Regions from separate parts of the Mus musculus genome. Here region 1 is linked to region 2. Evidence: chromatin contacts called from public HiChIP or PLAC-seq data. All regions are on one chromosome and are shown on one strand. The core of a region is the stretch at or near the end of the contact, and the rest is flanking DNA. Distances in the headings are between cores, read along the strand shown.

Evidence for each region. HiChIP or PLAC-seq counts read pairs in DNA pulled down with a chosen protein or histone mark.
Region 1: a contact with region 2 is called in an H3K4me3 HiChIP or PLAC-seq map of embryonic limb bud, with 2.1 times the contacts expected there. The contact joins two enhancer-like sites. A contact is called at or near these places in 8 of 484 Hi-C or Micro-C datasets (the 3T3-L1 cell line, 3T3-L1-derived adipocytes, brown adipocytes and 3 more) and 8 of 115 datasets of contacts at active chromatin or transcription factors (cardiomyocytes, embryonic fibroblasts, embryonic limb bud and 4 more).

What each region holds. Positions count from the first base shown.
Region 1 is chr8:36,691,723-36,698,524 of GRCm38.p6, forward strand. All of the region lies in intron 5 of Dlc1 (deleted in liver cancer 1), which reads right to left. Among named protein-coding and RNA genes, the nearest start is that of Trmt9b, 240 kb to the left of the region's middle. Within about 2 kb of position 4,624, at least 22 of the 459 cell types and tissues checked have an H3K27ac peak or open chromatin away from gene starts, as enhancers often do.
Region 2 is chr8:36,615,709-36,621,890 of GRCm38.p6, forward strand. The region is part of intron 5 of Dlc1 (deleted in liver cancer 1); the gene reads right to left. Among named protein-coding and RNA genes, the nearest start is that of Trmt9b, 160 kb to the left of the region's middle. Within about 2 kb of position 2,568, at least 13 of the 459 cell types and tissues checked have an H3K27ac peak or open chromatin away from gene starts, as enhancers often do.

The sequences.
Region 1 (6,802 bases), core at 3,374-5,873, 78 kb after region 2:
GCCTGAATAGATCAATTCTACCCAGCTGTGTAGCAGTAAGTGTGTCTGTCTGTTTACTTGTCTGTCTACATCTATCTATCTATCTATCTATCTATCTATCTATCTATCTATCTATCTATCTATCTATCTCTCTCTCTCTCTCTCTCTCTCTCTCTCTCTCTCTCTCTCTATCTATCTATCTATCCCACCTCTATCTATCTATCTATGTATCTGTCTGTCTGTCTTCCTATCTACTCTACCCAGCTCTTTCTCTCAATCAAATCTCACCTACCTCTGTCTATCATGTATCTATCTATCTATCTATCTATCTATCTATCTATCTATCTATCTATCTATCTATCTATCTCCGTCTATCTGCTCCTCCCCCCTTCATATGCAGAAGAGATCTGGGGTCTGACTGGTGAGGCGCACTAGATGAATTACCTTTTCTCCCCTGTGAGGCAATGAGGTAACACAAAATACCTCAAAAGTCTCCCAAGCCACAGCAAATAACACATTTTCTTTCCTTATTCTCCTTAACCTTTTCCTTATTTTTAAAATAACAAGGATTGTACAAATCAGGGTATAAACCTTAGATCATGTGGTGGTTATTTCTGTTTAGCCTTTTTATACTTAATAATTCAGTAACACTATGCAATTATCTCTAAGCTAGATACTCACCCCTCAGCAAGCAGTCCAAGGCAAAGATGGATTTCAAAGAAACATTCAGTGAGTAACTGGAAAGTTAGGGAGGAGAGGTCTATTTCAAGTGCATTTCCTGTTTATATAAACACTACCACCCAATCTTTCTTAGCATCCTGCAGTCAGTCAACCTTAATTAAGGCTTTTGTTTTTTGGCCACGTAGCTACTTTAAGACAAAGTTCCTAGCCTATGAGGAAAAAGCTTTGTATACGTGGAAATCCGAAGAGATATCAAAAATGGAAGCAGTTTTTCTTCATGTCCCTGTCTTAGAAGGACAGAGTAGGGACACTGTGTTTGCTTTAATCTGTCTGGGTTTCTGTTGAAGATAAACAGTCCATGCATTTACCTTGTTATGGCATGCCCCAGAGAGTTGTACAGTTAGATCCTGAAGCCCTATCAAGTCAGACTAAGCTCTGTTCACAAAAGCTAAGTTACCCCAAGCTAAAAAGCTTAATTTTGTCTCAACTGTTTGGGCCACAGAATTTTGTCAAAAAAAAAAAAAAAAAAGAAATTGACATAAGGCAACAAGAACAGAAACCATCCCAAATTAAAACAACTAATTAGCAAATCATATCGTCATAACTGATGACGGGATATGGAACATGCTGTGGCATCATTGAGACTGTGAAATCTTTGCTTCTCCTGTTTTTGTCTGGCACCAGGCAATTTAGTTATGGCCGTGGATATCTGTGTTAAGTTTTATGATGGAATCCTAGCCAGTCATTTGGTGAGGATGGCAAGTTTGGATGTGCTTGCAATTTTACACATATAACCATTTAATAATGAAAAGCTAGGGGGAGGCACTTAAAAGAACGGGTATAATTATCTTTGATTTCAATTTATACACAAACATGAATCACTTAGTGTCGTTTTCTTTGTTTTTTAACTTGGAGAGTTGTCAATGGGTCAAGAACAACCGTGACCTTTATTTACAGCTAAGAGATGAGATATTAATGATGAATCGCTGAGTCCAATGCTAGATCTTAAAAAAAATGGAATATAGAAGAAAGATGGGGGAGAATGCATGTAATTCCTCTTGAGACTACAAGCCAGAGACAATTTGAATACCCAGTGTCCTTTCTATCTTCTCTCAGCTTCCCAGAACGGTGAAGTTCTTCAGTGTCTGTTGCTCTAATTCTGCTCTAAAATAGCGATCATTCAGGGCTAATTTGTATCTGTGTTCTTTTGCAGGGGAAATAGGTGAGCTATGTAAGGGAAGTCTCATTAGGCTAAAATGTTGTGGTAATTAATCCCTAAGATTACTAGAAATGTATTTTCTCTTTTAGAATGAAGGATAATTAATCCTGGCAGAAATTAAATTGAAAGGCGCTGCATAAGAAATGGAGCCAGATGCCCCATCCTTACCCACCAGACCACAGTAAGAGTTAATTTGGACAAATTGCCACATCACTTTCAGTCACGTGACCTTTAATGTCTCACAGCTTTAAAGCATACTTTAAAGCAAAAATAAAGGGCAAAGGCTATGCACAGGCGACAAACACTTTCTGAGAGACATTTGAAGAGACCTTCGCTGCTACTTAATATACAAAGAAGCAGGGAGCAGTGAAGGACAACGTGGGGCTTAGAGGGCTGCACTTAAGCTAGTATTATGTTTTGGGGCTCAGATGAACCCATTTTAAAAATTCTAAGCGATTTATTTAAGACAAATCTAAAATGTGTACTGTGAATGGGAGCCATCTCAAAGTATTCATAACAGAAGAAAACATTACTTTATTCAAGTATTAACTCAACATTGAAGGCAGAATAGATTGTGAGGATTTAGCAGAATGAATTGGCATGTACCAATCTGGCTATAATTTCTTTAAGTCTTACTCATTTTTCTTATGCCTTTACTATCAGAGATTCTCATTTTCTGCTGATTTCAAGGTCTAGATTTTACTTTAGCTTTGCTTTTTCATCTAACTAATGGGAGATATGACTACAAGATACTGTCTGCTTCTCTCTGGAAAATTAATGTCAAAACTGGAGTTAAAAACCTAAAGGTCCTTCCCTGACTTGCCTGTTAACCTGACCATTGGCTGTTTGACTGTCACCCATATGAAATCACCAACAACATCTAAAACAGGCAACACCTGATAGTGATGCTGTTGAGTGTATTAAACCACAGGCCTCTGGGCCCTTTCCAAAACTAATTGCTAGCTGGCTGGGTGTGGTAGCACATACTTTCCCTTCTGGGAAGATTGTAAGTTCAGGACCAGCTCCAGCTATATGTGAGATCCCCTATGAACAAGAAAAACAAAAACAACAGCTACGATGACAATGATGACAACAACAACAACAACAACAGCAAATCCCAAAAGGACACCTGAAACCCAATACAACAACAATCAATAAGAACAAAACAAAAAAGCTCCCTGATCCCTGAAAATAGTCCTTCTAGAGACTTCCAGAACTCTAAGGCAGGGAATTTTACTCTATGGACTGCATATCATCATGAGCTGGCAATGATCCGAGCATATAAATTAGGACTCTGTAAGATAAATGGCCTAATGGGTGGTGACTCTAACTTTGTATCAAGAATTTAGTAACATAATACAACTTGAGGGTCAGTCTTGTGAGGTCACACTTATCTAAGAGATCTATATACCACATGCTCGGTGATCCACTGCGTGTAAGATGGACAAAGTTCTAGCTGGTTGTTTCTGGCTCCTGAAGTCTGGGACTAAAGGAGACGGAACTGGTCTTAAAAATAACTTTGCCTCTCTAAGCCAAGAAATGAACTGGAAACCACTTAAGATTTCCAGGTTTAAATATTCCCTGTGAAAGCAATGGGGTTGATGGTTCAGGGGGCTATAGGCTCCTTTTCAGTTCCAACCTTAAATGGTTATATAAATCTATTTCACCTACAAGAGCTTATATCATTTCCCTCTTCCTTTTTTCACCCTCTTCCTTTCTAAGGACCAGCAGTAAGTGTGGGGAGAAACCAAGCCCAATGCTGAAGGGGAGGAGGCAGGAGACCAAAGGCTTTCCCACTGCTGGGCTTCTGAGTGCCCTGCAGAGAAATAATTACAGTATCTCTGGAGCAGAGCACAAGGGGTCTTGTTTCCCTGTCTGGGCTGTGCCCAACTGTTCCCAACTGTTTTTAAAACAGCACTAATGTAATACATATGTAGGAAGAAACAAAGACAATATTGGAAGAGCAGAGGAGGGAAAGAGAGGAGGAAGAGAAGGGAAGGAGGGGGAATGAGGGAAGGAGAGAAGGAAGGGAGGGAGGGAGGGAGGGAGGGAAGTAGGGAGGGAGGCAGGGAGGGAAGTAGGGAGGGAGGAAGGAAGGAAGGAACAAAAGCACCATTCTGACATTTTTTGGAGTAAATATTCATAATTATTGGTAGATATCTTTGACACACACACACATATCCCAATAAAATTTCTTGTATGTGTATGCTAATACTTGCATGTGTGCTGATAGACTAGAAATTTATTATGTTAAGGAAATCCTTAAAAGTCTCAGTATAGACTCAGCTAATATAAAAGCCAGTAGGTATCAGTTCAGTTAACTAGTCCTGATGATGGTTACTAGTCAGACCTTATTCCTGGACTCCTGCTAAGCCATATAAAATCATCCTGCAAATCAGAAGAACATGCCCTCTTTTTGCAGCACCCATCCTACAAGACAGCAGGACATTAATCAAAGCCATCTCTCCTTTATGGACTGGAGGGAAGAAACCTACAACCTCAGGTAGATAGTCTCAAAACTCTCTTACCCAATGCCTTTTTATATGAAGCAAGAAAGGAGAAAACCAACTGACAGCATATTCAAAACCTGTCTACCAAATTCAGCTATGTTGCCTAATTTGTTTTGGTCTTCCAACTAGACCTTGTGCCCTAAAGCCAAAGATGGGCCTTCTTTATACTTGAACTCCACAGAATCTGGCAGAAAGCAGTGTGCACTGTAGGCTCAGCCAATGTTGGCTCAGCTCCTGGTTGTTCTATGGTAAATAAATCCACACCCTCCTGGAGGCACACTGCAATACATATGTGCTCCTCCTACTCTCCAGTCCATAAAGAAGAGATGGCTTTGATTAATGTGTCAAATGTCCAGCTATCTTGTAGGATGGGTGCTATTAAAAGAGTGGGCATTCTTCTGACTTACAGGACGATTCTGTACGGCTTAGCAGGAGTCTAGGAATAAGGTCTGACTAGTAGCCATCATCAGCATTAGCTCCTGCTCTGGGACTTGGAGATCTGAGGATAGGCTAGATATCAACTCTCAAGAATCTTAGGGCTGGGAGCCCACAGGCAGGGCAGATCCTGTCCAATGTTCCCTAGGTTGCACAGTGAGCAGGGGAGATCAGTTTATTTTCCTGGAAGCTCATATAAAAATCATTCCTTTTATATGATGCATACATATGCATTAAAGTGTGCTTCCAGGAGGCTGTGGGTTTCCTTGAAATGTCCAGAAGCTGAGCCAACATTGGCTGAGCCTACTGTGTGTACCTTGTTCGTTCTGCCAGCTTCTATGAGGTACAGGTATAAAGAAGGCCCATCTTTGGCTTTAGGGCTCTAGGTCTAGTCGGAACAGTAAAACAAATTAAGCAACATAGCTTGGTTTGGAAGACAGGTTTTGGATCACAATTACTTGGTTTTCTTCTTTCTTGCTTCATATAAAAAGACACTGGGTAAGAGAGTTTTGAGCATATATACCTGGGATAGCGGGTTTCTTCTCTCCAGTCCATAAAGAAGAGCAAGGAACAGGCTGTAGCTGCTGTTTATTTTGAAGAAACAACTGCAGAAGTAGTTGCTGGGTGCACATGGAAGGAAACCGTCCAACAATAAAAAGGGAATTACATAATGCAAAGTATTGGCTTGTCAGAGAAGAGGGGGGTGAAGAAGAGCGAATAGAATACAGGTGCTTTATCACTAAAGGGCTAAAGATAGGAACTGCTCTGTAATGTGTGGGGATTCAAGAGAGTACCAGGGTCACTAAATGGAGAGGGCATGGTAAGCTATATCAGATATGGTGGCCCTAGTGAAAAAAGATGCGACTCAAGTCTGTGATTCCTTCCCCTCCATCAGATCCCAGGCACATAACTGCCAACCAAGTTCACAGGGATAGGCAGTAGTACTGTAACCTCGGAGCAGCCTGCTTCAGTATCTTACTACATTCAAGGGGTGAATCTAGGATCCAGGCCAATATTCAACCATGCTCTAGGCAACCAATGGCAATCAGCCAAGACAGACGGACAGATGGATAGATGGACAGTCTCTCTCTCTCTGTCTCTCTCTCTCTCTCTCTCACACACACACACATACACACACACACACACAAAGACACACACAAAAACACACACAGACACACACATAGACACACACAGACACACACAGACACACACAGACAGACAGACAGACACACACACACACACACATGTAGGCAGAAACTCTGAGAGGGTAAATTTTCCATATGTAGTCTCAGGCCATGCTGAGCTCTCTAGCCTTCAAGGGACAAGGTGACTTGAAGTCAATCGAGAGAGAAAGCAGAGCTCAGGGGGAAAGCCGAGGAGTTTGCATTTCTGTCATGCTTGTCCTGGTGCCAGAGATAAACAGCAGCGCATCCCCTCAGCCTCAGCCGGCTGGAGAGGCATCTGAGTGGCCGCAGTGAAGCTCTAAACATCAATCGTCCTAATCTGCAAATGCACAGTAGACACCTGGGAGCACCAGTGGGAAGACTCCTTTCATTACAGCCCTTTATGGAGACTCTAAGGGGAAAAACGTTGACCTCCTATGGAAGTTTCCCCTCCATGAGATGTGCTGGCTGTGTGTGTGTGTGTGTGTGTGTGTGTGTGTGTGTGTGTGTGTGTGTGTGTGAGCAGCTAGCTGGAAGGGGCTTTCTTTTGTCTTCTTGGCATTCCCTCTCAACCACGGGGCATTTAGAAGAAAGGAGGGGGCTGTCGATAGACTCAAAGGTGAAAAAGTGGATGCCGTAAAGAATGACCGCAAAACATTACCTTTAATTTTTTTAGTCCTTGGTGTGTGGGTATGGGCCTGTGTAAAGATCATGTGCTGCATGCTGAAGCTGGCAGTTAATGTCAGGTGTGTTAGGAAATTGCTCTCTACTTTATGTCAACTTCCCCCCTTGTTTTGACAATTTTTATACATATA
Region 2 (6,182 bases), core at 1,318-3,817:
CTGCTATTATTGTTATTGTTGTTGTTGTGTGTGATGTGCATACAGACACACACACATGCTACGGTGTGTGTGGAGGTCTGAGGCCAATTTTATGTTTATTCTCTCCACTTTTACATGAATTTGAAGGATCAAATTCAAGTCATCAGGCCTGCCTGGTGTCTCGGTTTGTATCGCTGTTGCTGTGATAGAAACACAAAACCAACTAAGGGGAAGAAAGTGTTATTTCACCTTGCAGCTTACAGTCCATCAAGAAAGGAAATACAGGCAGGAACACAGAAGCAGGAACTAAAGTGGAGGCCATGGACGAATGGTGTGTCCTTGCTTGCCCATGGCTTGCTCAGCCTGCCTTATTACATAGTCCAAAGATACCTGCCCGGTAGTGGCACTGCCCACAGTGGTTTGGGCCCTCCTGTATCAATCACCAGTCAAAAGAATGCACACAGGCTAGCCAATCGGATGGAGGTGGTTTCTCGGATGACTGTAGCTTGTGTTGCGTTGACAAGTGCCTTTACCTACTGAATTACTTCATAGATTCTCCAGTATTTTATAACCTTCTCCATAAGTTGCCTAGGCTGGCCTTGAACTCACTTGGTAGCCTCAACAGACTTTAAGCTTCTGATTCTCCTGCCTGGGCCTCTCAGGTAACTGAGATCATGGGCCTAAGCCACCTGGCCCTGAACATTATCCATCAGTGGCGATCTGAGTCCCTGGACCAGAAACTGTAGAATTGGTAGCCCACTGTCTTATCAAATGGCAGGTCAAATCTGAACAAGAAAGTCCTATCTCAAATGTTCAGAAGGAAATGAAGGCAAAGCAGAACAAAGCCTCAACTGTAACCTTTTTGTACAAGAGGAGCCCTGGCTAGCTGGGGGAAGGGAGGGCTGGCGAAGCCATCAAGAGTATGGACAGACAATGCCATTTGGGGATGAAGGAGGATCCCCAAGCCAGCTCAGAGTCCGCTTCTGCTCACTTAGCATTCCACTCCTCACCACGGGCTTCATTTGTCTGTCTAGGGCAGCTGACCTTAAACTGCATTCGTCTGCTGAGCCGCATGAACTGAGATTTGATCTTAAGCACTGGACTCTTGAGAGGCAGGCTTCGCTGTGCAGCGGGGAGCATTTTCCATGGTCACGGAAAGCGTTTTTCATACGTTAAGAATAGATATCCCCTGCAAGAGCTGGGGAGATGGCTCAAAGGGCCAAGTCACTCTGTGCAAATATGAAGACCTGCTTAGGATCCCAGCATCCAGATCAAAAGCCAGAAAAGGGGAGTGTTTTAGTAACCACAGCATGGAGAGACTGGAGCTTGCTGGTTATGTAACCAGTCTAACTAGATCAGTGAGTTCTGGTCCCAGGAAGGGAGATAATAACTGAGGAAGACACTTGCCACTGACCCCTGACCTCCGGACAGTGGGTGTACACACAAACTCATATGTACACATACATCACATACACAAAGAAAAAAGATTCCTCCACAGATTAGATTAGGTATTTGTAGAGGTAGGTTGTTGTCATTAAATTATCAATTCCTAGTTACAAAGGTTTAAAATATTAAGACTCTTTATAACGGCCTGTGCCGTTCACCTCTGAGGCAAGTATCATCTACTCAGAGACTACCCACAGCAGCATCCAGCAATCTCTATATAGGGTTGTTTCCTAAGGACTGTGGGATTACTAAGGAAAAAAAAACCTCATAGCTAGCTCCTCTAATGCGTAGCAGACTAGAAGAGCTATTCTCTATGATAATGGGTTCCTGCTCTATCTTAATGATTGAACTTAGCTATTACTGACGTTGTCCAAGGACATCCCTTGGGTTTCATCCCACCACTGCATGATAGAAACGGAACACAACCTGAAAGGCTCACCTGTGTGATGCTAGCCACTGAGGGAATCCTCAGTGAGACAGTGCAAGCTGGGCTGCCCAGAGCCCCTCTGAGAGGAGAGCTGCCAGGAGCTAGACAGACATCTTGCCCTTTAAGAGCACACACTGCTCTTACAGAAAGCCTGAACTGAGTTCCTAGCACCCACGCAGGGCAGGTCATAACTACCTGTAAACCCACCTCCTGGAGGTCTAACGCCTCTGTTTGCAGAGGACACTGCCACATATCTCCCCTCCCCCGTATTTTAATAACATGCATCATTAAATCCTGGCCAAAATAATTCTTAAGAGAAGAGAGGGCAGGGGGAGGGCAGAGAGAAGAAGGCTGCTGGTCCAGTACTCGCTGTTTGGCATGTGCTATCAGAACAACCCCAGTGCACTGGGTAAAATGTCAAAAGCTCTGTCCTCCCCACAGTCTCCCTTTCCTTTGCCTTCTTTGCTATGCTGATAATCAAACCAACCGCTTCTGCATGCCAGGAAAGCTCTCCACCGCTGAGCTACACCACCTTTCCCGTTTATGTATGTTAGTGCCAAGGCTTCCACCATTTAGATGCTAGAAACGAATTTTAAAAATAAAAATAAAAATCTGAAGCTATCCACAACAATTTCAACTTTGGGCTTCATTTATCCCTGGGGCAATTAGTTTAAACCTCTGGTCTAGTGATAGAAGCCAAATAATCTCTGGAAATTTCTTTGCCTCCCTTAGGACCAGCGGTCTCCTCTGTGCTTGGAAAATGTTGTAATGCAATTTGTGCTCAATGGAACATTGTGAAATGACTGGAGAATAATTTTGATTTGTAATGCTCAAAGGAAATATGACAAAGGGAAAATATTGAAAATAATGTTAGCGGTTTTCAATTAAAGGGGCATAATTCAATTGGAAACCCAATGGATGTCCTGAAATATTTATTTATTTATTTATTTATTTTTTAGCTCTAGTGACCCCCAATTTGGGATCTTCCTGATTCCTTCCCCTAACTGATATTTCACTTTTTAAGATGCTTTCAAAACAAAAGCGCTAAAAGGTTTATACTTTTAAAGATTTACCACAAGTAGCTGCCCTGTTCAGCTAGATCCGTTATTATAACTTTTAGACAATTCACATTCAGAATAGGGGGGAAGGCCAATTTATTCTTCTGGAAACATCTTTACATTATGAGGGGTACAGAGAGACTCTGTTCTTGTACAAATGATAGAAATATTCTCTTTTTGGGTAGCCATTTAAACCAAAGTATGAATCAGCCTAGGATGTGACATCTGTCATCCAAACATGTTTTTATTAAAGCCAGACAAAGGTAATGTAAAATAAAGGTGAGCGTCAAGAGGGGATCTGGAGAAGTTTCTTGGGGGGTGAAGTAGGGACAGACAAACTTGCAGAGATCAGTGGAATTCTTTCTTTTTCTATCTTCTTATTCTCTTCTTTTTTTCTCACCGAGATAGTAGAGATTGAGCCTGGATAAGCCTGACCAATACCCTACAGGTGAGCTGTATCTTTGCCTTCTTTTCAAGTGAAACAAAGGGGGGTAGGGGGTGGAGCACAGTCTCACCGCCTTGAGTAAGATGGCCCCTGAACTTGGGCTCCCATTGCCCCACGCCCTTGAATGGAATCACGGGATGCTCACTCTGCGGAAAGTCTGGGCGCACTGAGTTCTTGATGTGGATCTAATACTTCAATGAGTAGGCTTTCCCGGGATACTTAGCATATTTACAGTAGAATTTATTTGAAAGTCTAGTTTATCCGAAGGCTCAGTTGGGGCTTAGCCTAAGGCCTCACTGCTAGAAATGGCAGAGATGAGAACCCAACAGTGACACTCAGGCGCACGCCTCGGCCGCACCCCAATTTCACTTGATCTCTGCCAAGATGAATGTGGTTCTTTCATGTGGCCTCTGGCAACACAAAAATCAAGAACACGGCAAACAAAAATTGCAATTTTTTTTTTAACTCCATGTGAGCAACTAGGCTGCCTCTCCCACTGAATTAACCAAGTTAACTGTAGGCTTGGATGGTCTATTCTATTAGCGTGCTCTGATTATAATCCTTTTTTAGCTTGTCACACACAATTCTTTAAATGCTGGGGATGGGCTATGTTATTTTAGAAGCAAGTGGTATTTTATCTCTGTGATTTAATACAGGTTAAAAGGTTCATTGTGAAGAGTTAAGAAAATATGGAATATGTAAATGGAAAAAGTGAAGCTTGATAACTCAGGAACATAAGATAACTGATATATATTATACATGCCAGGCTCCCAGGCACACAAAATTGACATAATAGCATATATTTTGTTTCATTATGCAAATGTGTACTTATTTATTAAGACTGGAGCTCGTGTAGCTCAGGCTGTCCTTGAACTCAGTATGTAGCAAAGGATGTCTTTGGATTCCTTACTTTCCAGCCCTCATGTTCCAAGTAATGAGATGACAGGCATGAGCCACCATGCCAGGCTTCAGGCGGTGCTGTGGATCAGACCCCAGCTGTATATATCCTAGGTACAGCTGAGCTACACGCCCAGCCCCTATTGTGTGGTATTTAATTCACTTAACAAAGCTGATGAGTCGGCTCTGTGTAGTTACATTATATCATCTAATGGGCCTAGCAAGCAGTTAAGCAAGGCTGAGCTTTTTAGTTTTTCACTCTTATCTTGAATAGGCATTCTTAAATAATACAAATTTAATTAAGAGCAAAGATAATAATTTTATAAGTAAATTTACTTACTTTGAATTATGTGGGCAAATGATACTGTGGCATTTGATATCTATCTATCTATCTATCTATCTATCTATCTATCTATCTATCTATCTACCTACCTATCTATTTATCTATCATCTGTATATCATTTATCTATTGTTTATCTACCTATCACCTACTACCTACCTATCTACCTATCTCGTATTATCTGTCTTTCTACATTGTCTTCCAGAATCCTTCCTTCCTTTCTTTCTTTCTTTCTTTCTTTCTTTCTTTCTTTCTTTCTTTCTTTCTTTCTTTCTTTCTTTCTTTCTTTCTTTCTTTCTTTCTTTCTTTCTCTCTCTCTCTCTCTTTCTCTCTTTCTCTTTCTTTCTTTCTTTCTTTCTTTCTTTCTTTCTTTCTTTCTTTCTTTCTTTCTTTCTTTCTTTCTTTCTCTCTCTCTCTCTCTCTCTCCCTCCCTCCCTCCCTCCCTCCCTTCCTTCCTTCCTTACTTACTTCCTTCCTCCTTCCCTCCGTCCCTCCCTCCCTCCCCCTCTCTCTCTTTCTTTCTTTTTTCTTTCTTTTTCTTTTCAGAGTTTGAATGTGCTTGCTCCTTGCATGATAATTTGAGTTAAGGTACTGATAAGCAAAAAGAAATGCTTCGCCATTCTTTATATTTCTTTGAATGCTAAATTTGTTCACATTTGTATTGCATTCAGTTTACATAACAAAATTTGCCAGCATAACCACGTCTAAAGGCTTCAGTAGCTTAAGCATGACTTTGCTGTCACTCGGCCAGAACCACTTTTTTTTTTTTTAAAGTTTTATTTATTATTATATGTAAGTACACTGTAGCTGTCTTCAGACACACCAGAAGAGGGCGTCAGATCTCATTCAGATGATTGTGAACCACCATGTGGTTGCTGGGATTTGAACTCAGGACCTCTGGAAGAGCAGTAGGAGCTCTTAACCTCTGAGCCATCTCTCCAGCTCCCCCAGAACCACTTTCTATCTTTAGAATTTCTCCTTTTCTCAAACTGAAATTCTGTTCCTATTCAACATTGACTCTGGATTCTCTTCCTCTACCCTCTGATAGCAACCATTCCAATGACCTTTTGTTGAATCTGACTCATCCTCATACTTCATATAAATGATAGAAGGAATATTATAATCTTTGTCCTTTTGTGTTTAGCTTATGATGCCTAAGTGTGTTCACATTTTTAAACCAGCCATACAAATACATATGCATATATATTGAGTATGTGTGGTGGTCTGAGTGAAAATGGCTCCTATCGCCTTAGATGGAATGGCACTATTAGGAGGTATGACCTTGTTGGAATAGGTAGCTTTGTGCATCACTAGGAGATGGACTTTGATGTTTCAGATGCTCAATCCAGGCCTATCTTCTCGATCCCTGTCATCTGGTCCTAGAACTCTCAGCTCCTCCAGCACCATGTCTGCCTGCATGCTGCCATGCTTCCCACCATGATGATAATGGACTAATTAAACCTCTGAACTGTAAGCCAGCCCTTCATTAAATGTTTTCCTTTATAAGAGTTGCATGAATCAAAACAACCCTGAGATTCCACCTCACACCAGTCAGAATGGCTAAGATCAAAAATTCAGGTGACAGCAGAT